Linked DNA regions of Mus musculus: region 2 is linked to region 1. The links are chromatin contacts, called in public promoter capture Hi-C maps. All regions are on one chromosome and are shown on one strand. Each heading gives the region's core, a stretch centred on a gene start, on an enhancer-like site or on the middle of the called end of the contact. The rest is flanking DNA. Distances are from core to core; before and after follow the strand shown. Region 1 has its middle 8.6 kb from the start of Sox13. Region 2 holds the start of Fmod (fibromodulin).

Region 1 (4,468 bases), core at 571-3,070:
CCCAGCATCCACATGGTGGTTCACAACTATCTACAACTCAAGCTCCAAGAGATCTGGCACTTTTGCAGTGTATGTATTTTATGTGTGTCAGTATATATATAAAATAAATAAAGTTTTAAAACAAATAAGTACCCAATCTGGAAAGATGCCTTAACAGTTAAAAGTACTTACTGTTCTTGCCAGGAGAACAGTATTCAGACTCACATCCAGTGGCTGCAAGAGATCTGTTATCCTCTTCTGTCCTCTGTGGGCACCTGCATATGCACACATAAATAAAACAGAACAACTCTTTTAAAAAATAATAATTACTCAAGGGTTGATTTAAGTTGGCATCAGGGAGCACCTCTCTGCTGTGGTTTAGGTTTTTTTGTTTGTTTGGTTTTGTTTTTGTTTTGCTCATTTGGTTTAGAATTCTGAGACAATGTGTCTTACTATAGTTTAGATTGGTCTGTAACTTACTGTGTAGCCCTGGTTAGTCTCACACTAGAGGCAATCCTTCTGCCTCAGCCTCTCAAGAGTTAGAATTAAAGGTGTGAATCATGCATTAAGCCCTTTTCTAATGTGTTTGTATATTTGGTTTATTTAGTTTTGTTTTTGAAACAGGGTTTCTTATGGCTCAGACTGGCCTCAAATTCTCTATGTAGCTAAAAATGGCCTTGAACTCCTGATCTTCCTAAGACGGAGAAGTACAGGGCATGGTTTAATAACCTAGAACTCCATTTGGTTAACAATTCACTTGGTAACCTTGGATCTCCACCTGCGTGTACTATGTACACATGCCCTTTCCTGACAATATATTTAACAACCTGCATTGAGCAGCACTTTGAACATGTCTCTCTGTTCCTGACAACCACTTAGGAGTCTTCTAATGTTAATCTCAAAGATGCAAGGAGAAAGACCACTGACCCAAATCATCATGGCTAAATTAATTAAAACAAGCTTTTTATATGTGTATATGTGCTGTCTCTCCTAAGGTGGGGTTCAGCACTGTGTGTAAGGAAACAAGGTTTTATAGCTCAGAGATAGGGGTTCTAAAAGGGGGATTTGGCAGGCAAAATAGGTGGGGTTACAGTATCAGAACAACAGGGTGGTCACAACAAGGTAGTCATAACAACAGGTGACTATAATAACTTCTTGAAACAAAGGTAGATGCTCATAACAACCTTTTGAAACAAAGTCATGGTTGCCGTGTCCTGGAACAGGCAGTACAGAGTCATTTGTAGTTAAGGTTATAGGTGGGGCATAACCCAATTCTTGAGAAACATCTTTAATCATAAATAAGAGGGAACCTAGTTTGTCTTTACTATAAGATGGCTTTCAAGCCTAAAATCGAGGCAGGCTGTCTCCTCACTTTAGTATAGTTTCTATTTCAATATATCAGTAGTAAGGGGCTGGCTGATCTGGCCTGAACTGGTTTTAGATGTATGCACAAGGCAAACTGTGAACTTTTAGGGAACTTTTAGGAAGAATCTCCTGTTCTTATTATAATAGCAAAAGATGCATTTTGGCAACAGGCATTTGCTATCAGTCATAAAGAAGTCTACCCAACTATGCTCCTTAACAACTAAGTCTCTCCTTCTCTAAGAGGCCCGTAAAAGAAGCCCTAGGTAGTAACTTCAAGCCATAGAGTGGTCTCTTACTTTGAGTGACTGCCATAGTTTAGCTGTCTGTACTATCTTTTTGCTTTTCAATTGTTTCCTTAATACTTTGCAATCTGTGTTTGCCTTTTTTTTTCCATTCCAGTTTTACTGTATGTGCTGCCAAAGCAAGCACTCAGCTTTATTTCAATCATTTGAATAAGATGCCAAGATACTGGAAACACCCAATCCAGAGCCTACTGACCATTGTGAACACTCCAGCCTCCACCTCCCAAATCCTGGGATTACGGAGTGGACCACCACTCCAATCTCCAATGTGCTTTGCATGCAGCTAGCTCCTAAAATGGTGCAGTTGCACCACCCAGGCATTCAAGGCTCCTGATGGATGTTCTCTTTAACTTCTGAGGTTAGTGATGTCACAAGCCAATAGCTCTGCTGGAAGGCATGAAAGGGTTAAATGCAGAGAAAGTCTGAATGGCTTTTCTTAGTCAGGGGCAGTTTCCTGAGAAAGTGCTGAAACAGAAAGCGAAGGGAGGAGCAGGAAGGGGAGGAAGGATGGGATTTTTGTCTGCTTTTGCCCTGCCGGCTTCCAGCACCTGTCTGGTCCTCTGCTGTCTAAGCTCAGAGGGAGCCACCAAGCAGGTTGGGTTAGATTGGGCAGGCCCACCTAGAGGGGCTTATCTGATGATATCAGGTCTTGTTAATACTGACCAAACAAATACTCTCCTGGAGGTGAGAATTACAGATGCTCTGTTGTCTTGTTTTACAAGGATTGGCACCCCTGCCTCCCTTCCCTTGGGCCTGTGCTGGTGACCTTTTGACCTCAGGAGATCAGGATTTCTTTTTCTTTTCTTTTCTTTTCTTTTCTTTTCTTTTCTTTTCTTTCTTTTTTTCTCTTTTCTTTCTTTCTTTCTTTCTTTCTTTCTTTCTTTCTTTCTTTCTTTCTCTCTTTCTTTCTTTCTTTCTTTTATTTTTTATTTTTCGAGACAGGGTTTCTCTGTATAGCCCTGGCTGTCCTGGAACTCACTTTGTAGACCAGGCTGGCCTTGAACTCAGAAATCTGCCTGCCTCTGCCTCCTAAGTGCTGGGATTAAAGGCATGCTTGCTAAGGGCACCATACCTGTCACATTTCTCCATGCTTCAGACCACGGAAATGCCCCAACTCTCCTTGGGGAGGCATACTGGAAACTTGGAAGCTCCTACCTCCTGTGTGGCCGCTCACAAATAAACTCTTTTTGCAAAACTTGATGTTGCAGTGATTAGTACAGGTATGGTGAGCAAAACAGGCCACATTGAATAAATCAGTACAGGATTTGAACCATATTAATCAGCCCTGGAGTGTTCCTAACACCCACATCCTATCCTGGACCCTAGAAAAACAAACAGCTCTCTGCTTTCCATGTGACAGTCATCTCTGTCTTCCAATGGGACGACCCAACACATACCACCCCCTAACACATTACACACACACACACACACACACACACACACACACACACCACTTCTAAAAAACGTCCACCCTATCCTTCATATCTTAGTCGCTATGAAGCTATGAAGAACTGAGGGTTGGTCATTCTTAGGGCCTGGACTGTGACCTGTACATGTGTTCTCGTTTGTTCTCTCTCTGTCTCTCCCTCTCCCTCTTCCCCCCGCCCCCATCTGCCTCCCACCACCGAAACACAACTCTGTACATTTTTACATCACACTTATTGTTTATGTGTATGTATGTGTTTAATTTTGCCTGCATATGTGTACCCCACGTGGATGCCTGGAGCGCACAGAGGTGTCAGAAAAGGGGGTCAGATTCCCTGGAACTAGTCTTACAAATGTTTGTGAGCATAAGTGTTGGGAATTGAACTTGGGTCCCCTGCAAGAGCCGCAAATGCTCTTAATGAAGGTGCCATCTCTCCAGCCACTTACATCCAAATGTCATGCTGGGGTAACAAGCAGGCTGTATATGTTTTCCTGCCTCCGAGAGGGCACCCAGAAACGCCCACTTGCATGCTGGTCATGGTGGATTGCATTTCTCCTTTCTCCTCTTCCACCTCTTCCTCCCACCTGAGAAGGCGGCTGATCCGAAGGAGGAGGGAGGGGGAGGGGGAGGTAAAAGGCGGGCGGTGAAAAAAGCCTTCTGCTCCCAGAATCCTGAGCACTGTAGGGAAAGCTGCCTCTGTCTGCTTCAGGGGCCCTTCACTGCCACACCAGCCAAGCTTAGAGTGCCCCACCCCCATCACCTAACTTTTTAAAAACCCCTCTTTCCTGTATAGAGGAAGCCTAGATCCTCATACTGGGAGGGACGGGCAACAATTAACAAAGGCACCATGGAGTAAAGACAATTAACAATCCAGAAAAGAGGGGAAAGAGAGGCTTTGTTCCGGTCTCCATGACAACGAGGGGGTGGCAAGGGAGGAGGAGGAGGAGGAGTAGGGGCCATCCAGAGAGGCTGATCCTTTCACTTTTCTTTCCGTCCCTCCCTTTTCGCACCACTTTGGGTTTCTGCCAGGGAGACCAGGGAGATCCTAAAGGGAGCAAGGCTAGGACTGGCCAAGTCTTGAGAGGAGAGATTTGTGCAGAGTGGCTCCAAGGTTGGATCCCTGAGAGCCCGCTGGGAGTTAAGGACGACCAAATCAAAGTCACCCGAGCCCCTCCTCTGAAGGGCTTACTATGTCCTAAGAACTGTACCCAAAGGCAGCAGCGCCTGATCAAAGCCACCTTGATGGCGCCGACTTCCTCCTTCCTTCTCCAGATTTGTCATAGGATGAGGCAGCCGAGGGAACCAGCTCTGCACTGGTAGGGGCCAGAGCAAAATGAAGTGTAGAGTCCCCGGATCAAGAATTAGGAGGAGTTTTAAATGGTGACGGCAGACTGTA
Region 2 (4,468 bases), core at 1,114-3,613, 600 kb after region 1:
AGAGGCAGGTGGATCTCTGAGTTCGAGGCCAGCCTGGTTTACAAAGTGAGTTCCAGGACAGCCAGGGCTACACAGAGAAACCCTGTTTCAAAAGAGAGAGAGAGATGAGAGAGAGAGAGAGAGAGAGAGAGACAGAGACAGAGACAGAGAGACAGAGAGACACAGAGAGAGAGAGAGAGAGAGAGAGAGGTGGAGGAGGAAAAAGAGCAGGAGGAGGAAGAAGAGCAGGAGGAGGAAGAGGAAGTGGGGATAAAAGTGTCAACTAAGTCCAGTCAGCGAGACCCATGTCCACTGCTGTTCTCATTGATGAGAAAATCACCTGTGCGTTTTTCTCCTCACATTGACACCATTCCATCCTTTTCTCTTCATTTGTGTGTGAGTGTCTGTGTGCGAGCTGTGCATGTGTGTGCGGTGACTACAGAGGCCAAAAGGAGGTGTTAGAGCTCCTAGAACTGATGTCACAGCTGTGAGCTGCCAGCGGCTGCTGGGAACTGAACCGAGATGCTTTGCAAGAGTTAACAGGCAGTGCTCTTAACCTCTGAACTATCCTTCCAACTCCTGATACCATTTCTGTTTTCCTGACAAGGTCAGACATGCTTTTACTGGGAACATGCATTATCCTGAGGCCTCTGTGTCTCCATCACTTAGGACCATGTGTGACCCAGGGTGGATGCTGCTCTTTACTAAATGTAAATAAAATATATGTCTGGACAGGAAGCCCTGTCCCTCAGCATCCTCTTATCCCTCCACGCCCTGGCTTCAGCACAGCAGACAGCTATGATTATTTGAGTGTCACCATACATGAGCCCAGCCCTGAGAACAGAATGCCCTTCACCCCTCCACCCTGCCGACCTGCCCCGGCCCTGAGTTTAAGAAAACTGTGTGCTGTGAAGTCGTGTAGACTGAACTCCACACCCGTACTCTTTGTGCCTCTTCCCTGACAGTCACTCTGCATCAGGAGTCCTCTTTCCAGCGTAAAATGGCACAGTGCTCATTAAAAGAGAAGACAAATGCAAAACAGACTTAAAAAAAAAAAAGACTTACTTATTTATGTATGTGAGTACACTGTCACTATCTTCAGACACACCAGAAGAGGTCATCAGATCCCATTATAGATGGTCATGAGCCTCCATGTGGTTGCTGGGAATTGAACTCAGGACCTCTGGGAGAGCACACATGTTCTCTTAACTGCTGGGCCATCTCTCCAGCCCCTATAAAGCAGAGCCTTTAGAGTAGGGGGACACGCCCCTTCCTGGCAGCCTTGCACTAACAACAACTTGACCCAAAGTCCCATCTGCCCAGACACTTCTAAACTTTCCAAACTCAGACATTCTGAGAGTTTAACCTCTTTGTATTTCTTTAAATTAAAGGGTGCTTCTTGAGTGTGGCTATGAGCCAGAATTTGAGGAAAGAGTTAAGAGCTCATCTAAGCTAACTAGACTCAATGTAAGCCACAGTCTCGTGGTTCTCAAGGGCTTTCCCCCTTGTCCCTCAATTCCAAATTCAGTTTCAGACGCAGTGGCCTGTCTGCCTCTTCACTGGAACTTCTAAATGGCATCTATCCTTACATACCCAAAGTATAACTTAGATTTTTCCAGTCTTCTGTCTCTTTCCACATTGTGTAGTGGTGCTATTGTCCACCTAAGGGCTGAATTAAAATCCAGACAGTCCTGTTTGACTTTCTCCAGCTCAGCAGGTAAGTGCACTGGCTGCTCTTCTAGAAGACCTAGATTCAACTCCCAGCACCCACATAGCAGCTCACAATCCTCTCTGACTCCAGTTCCAGGAGGTCTGACGCCCTCTTCTGGTGCCGATGGGCACTGCATGCCTATGGTACACAGACAAAACACTCCTCATACACATAAAATAAAATAAAACCTTGTCAGAGGGTAAATCAGATCCAGTGAGCCTCCCTTATCAAACACTGTTTTAAACATTTAAGCTAAAATCTTTTCTGTGCTCTTAAAAGCCCTTCACTGTCTAATGCCATCCCATCCCCCTAGCTTCGTCTTCCCCTGGCTTAGGTATTCCACATCCGTAAAGGCATAACAGCAATAGTTAGAGTCCCTGATTTTCCATTTGTTCCCGTGGCAGAAAGGTCTCAGTGGTCGCCATGAACTTGAGCCAGCCCAAGCCCTCCTGCAGCCAGCATGCTCTCCCACTCACTAGTCTGACATCTGGCTACAAGGGGTGCTTGAGCCAAGAAAGATAAGTGCAGACTCCCGGAGGGGACCAAGATTGCTGAAAGAGTTAAAAGGTTCTTTCTCCAAACCTTGGCCCTCCCTCTCCTGTGTCTACTTTATGGGTTTAATGAGAAACCCAGGCACCGCACAAGAGACTGCAGAAATAACTTCTGGGGCATCGCTAACTTATTCAGCAGCAAGAGACTTCAGGCTGCCAATGCTCCAGGGAAGATAACCCAGTGGAAAGAAGGTGGTTTTTACAGCCTGGGTCGGACGGAATTTTGCAGAGCTGAGTGTGAGCTCCGCCCCTTACAGGACTGAAAAAGCCAGCTTAGGCTCCTCAGCCCCTCTTTGAGATATTTGATTAGGAATTTGGGGGCGGGCCCTGGCCTGGCACAGACTTGCACACTCTCCGTAGGCGCTCACTCCTCTCTTCCCTCTCTGCCACATTCTCCAACCCAAGGAGACCAGACAGAAGGACGTGGTCACTCTGAACAGTTCAACCCAAGGTAAGTGCAGCCCTATTTCTTTAGGTTTGCTCCCTTGCAATTCTATAAAGAGAAACAAGGGGGAAGGACAAGGCTGGGAGAAGAGTGGGCAGAGATGGGTTATTAATCCCAACTGGTCCATGCCTCCCAGGGATGCTGAAGAGATGCAACGGCAGGGGCTGCATGTTCCCTGTCTCCTACAGCTCCCTGTGGGTATTGGGGGCCTCTCTTTCACTGACATAAAAACATGAAGAAAATTGCAAAGTCTCCTGGTTGCTACCTATGAGTCTCAACATGCTAGGACTTGGGGCACTTTGGAGAATAGTCTCTGGATGTCCCAGAGATCTCTTAGAGAGGGGCATTGTGCCCAAATGTTAGAGGGCAAGCTTTGTGTATGTAACATGTGTTGCTGGAGTTAAGAGGAGAGAATAAAGAATTGATCCAAGGAGTCATGGACGGAGTGGTGGATAGAATATGGTTTTTTAGTTTGACCTCACCTCTGATAGAGTTTCCCCAGACTGAAGAAACAAAATGGTACATTTGTAGCTCCCGAGTCGGGATCTCCAAGTCTGAGAGAATCACTTCTGGAAACTTCACACTGAATAGAGGGTCTCTAGCATGACAAGAAACAGTTTAAGGGTGTGCAGCCCTGAAGTCACATTCTAGATCAGGTGGGGAAAGGACGGGCCTGCACTCCTCCTAAGCCCTTCCAGCAGTCATACTCTGAAGGGAGGCCACTGTGGCTGGGCATGGAGCCCCATGGAAAGCTGAACCTTGAAGAGGAAGGTAGTCCCCTTCTGCCAAAGTGCCTAGTCTGGAAGAGGGACAAAATGGACAGAGGCTTAGTGTGTCAGTCTTCTCTAAAAAGCCACCTTGGTCAGTCCTGCAGCAGCCCAGGGCTGTGCATGGAAAAATGCTCTCTTGGCAATGGGCCGTTCCATCCGTCTTCTCTCCTGGCCCAAATCAGGAACCAGTCAGCATCTTAGGCACTGGGCAGTTGAGTCTGCTCCTCAGAAACACTGGTGCTCTTTGTTCAGGGACTGTGGCTGCCCAGGGATGAGCCAGAGTGCCTGTCCTGAGCCATCCGGGGAGTTGTGGGATGAAAAGTCATAAGGGAACTGTTTCAGGGAACAGAAGGGCATGACAGAGATGCTGCTCAGAAACGGAGTAGTTGGACTGTCATAGCTGGGTCTCTTCTCATCAATTCATAGGACTGTCCTGTCCACAGCTGTCAATCCCAGCACAGCCCGGCGGTGAGAGCACCAGGAAAGATTCTAAATATTCTGTCTTAATAGTTGTGACCTGGGAGGTCCCCCTCTTCCCGGGGACTATGCAGTGCTCTGGCCATAGCAACCAGGTCAAACACGACACCCCTGGCTCCCCACCATCTATCTACACCTGCAGGTTCCCTCCTGGAGGCCCCAGCATGCCTTGCTTGTCTTGCTAGCAAGCTCTAATGCAACAGACTCCTCAGCAGCGTGGGTGCTAACTGAGCCTGGAAAGCCAAGTGACATCACTTGAAGGAGGTAGCTTAGAAGAGAAGAAGGTACACCTCGTATGTGGTGCATGCCTTTAACTCCAGCGCTCAAGAGGCAAAGACAGGTGGAGCTCTGGGAGTTCGAAGCCAGCCTGGTCTATTTAGTGAGTTCCAGGAGAGCCAAAGCTGTGTAGGGAGACCCTGTCTCAAAAAGGAGGAGTAAATGCCCCTTCTGGATTCCCTCCATCCCTTCCATTTCTATTCCAGTTCTCAGTGTCCCTAATTCATTTCAATCGCCTCTCACATGGCTCCTGCCATCC

What was found. Promoter capture Hi-C pulls out the DNA fragments that hold promoters and counts their contacts.
Region 2: a contact with region 1 is called in a promoter capture Hi-C map of trophoblast stem cells, with 6 times the contacts expected there. The contact joins the promoter of Fmod here to the enhancer-like site in region 1. A contact is called at or near these places in 6 of 39 promoter capture datasets (the C10 cell line, the HPC-7 cell line, hippocampal neurons and 3 more) and 4 of 115 datasets of contacts at active chromatin or transcription factors (craniofacial prominence, embryonic hindbrain and embryonic stem cells).

What each region holds. Positions count from the first base shown.
Region 1 is chr1:133,430,596-133,435,063 of GRCm38.p6, forward strand. No RefSeq gene overlaps it. Among named protein-coding and RNA genes, the nearest start is that of Sox13, 8.6 kb to the left of the region's middle. Within about 2 kb of position 1,821, at least 8 of the 459 cell types and tissues checked have an H3K27ac peak or open chromatin away from gene starts, as enhancers often do.
Region 2 is chr1:134,034,891-134,039,358 of GRCm38.p6, forward strand. Fmod (fibromodulin) reads left to right here and starts at 2,364. Exons shown (of 3, transcript NM_021355.4): 1 at 2,364-2,692.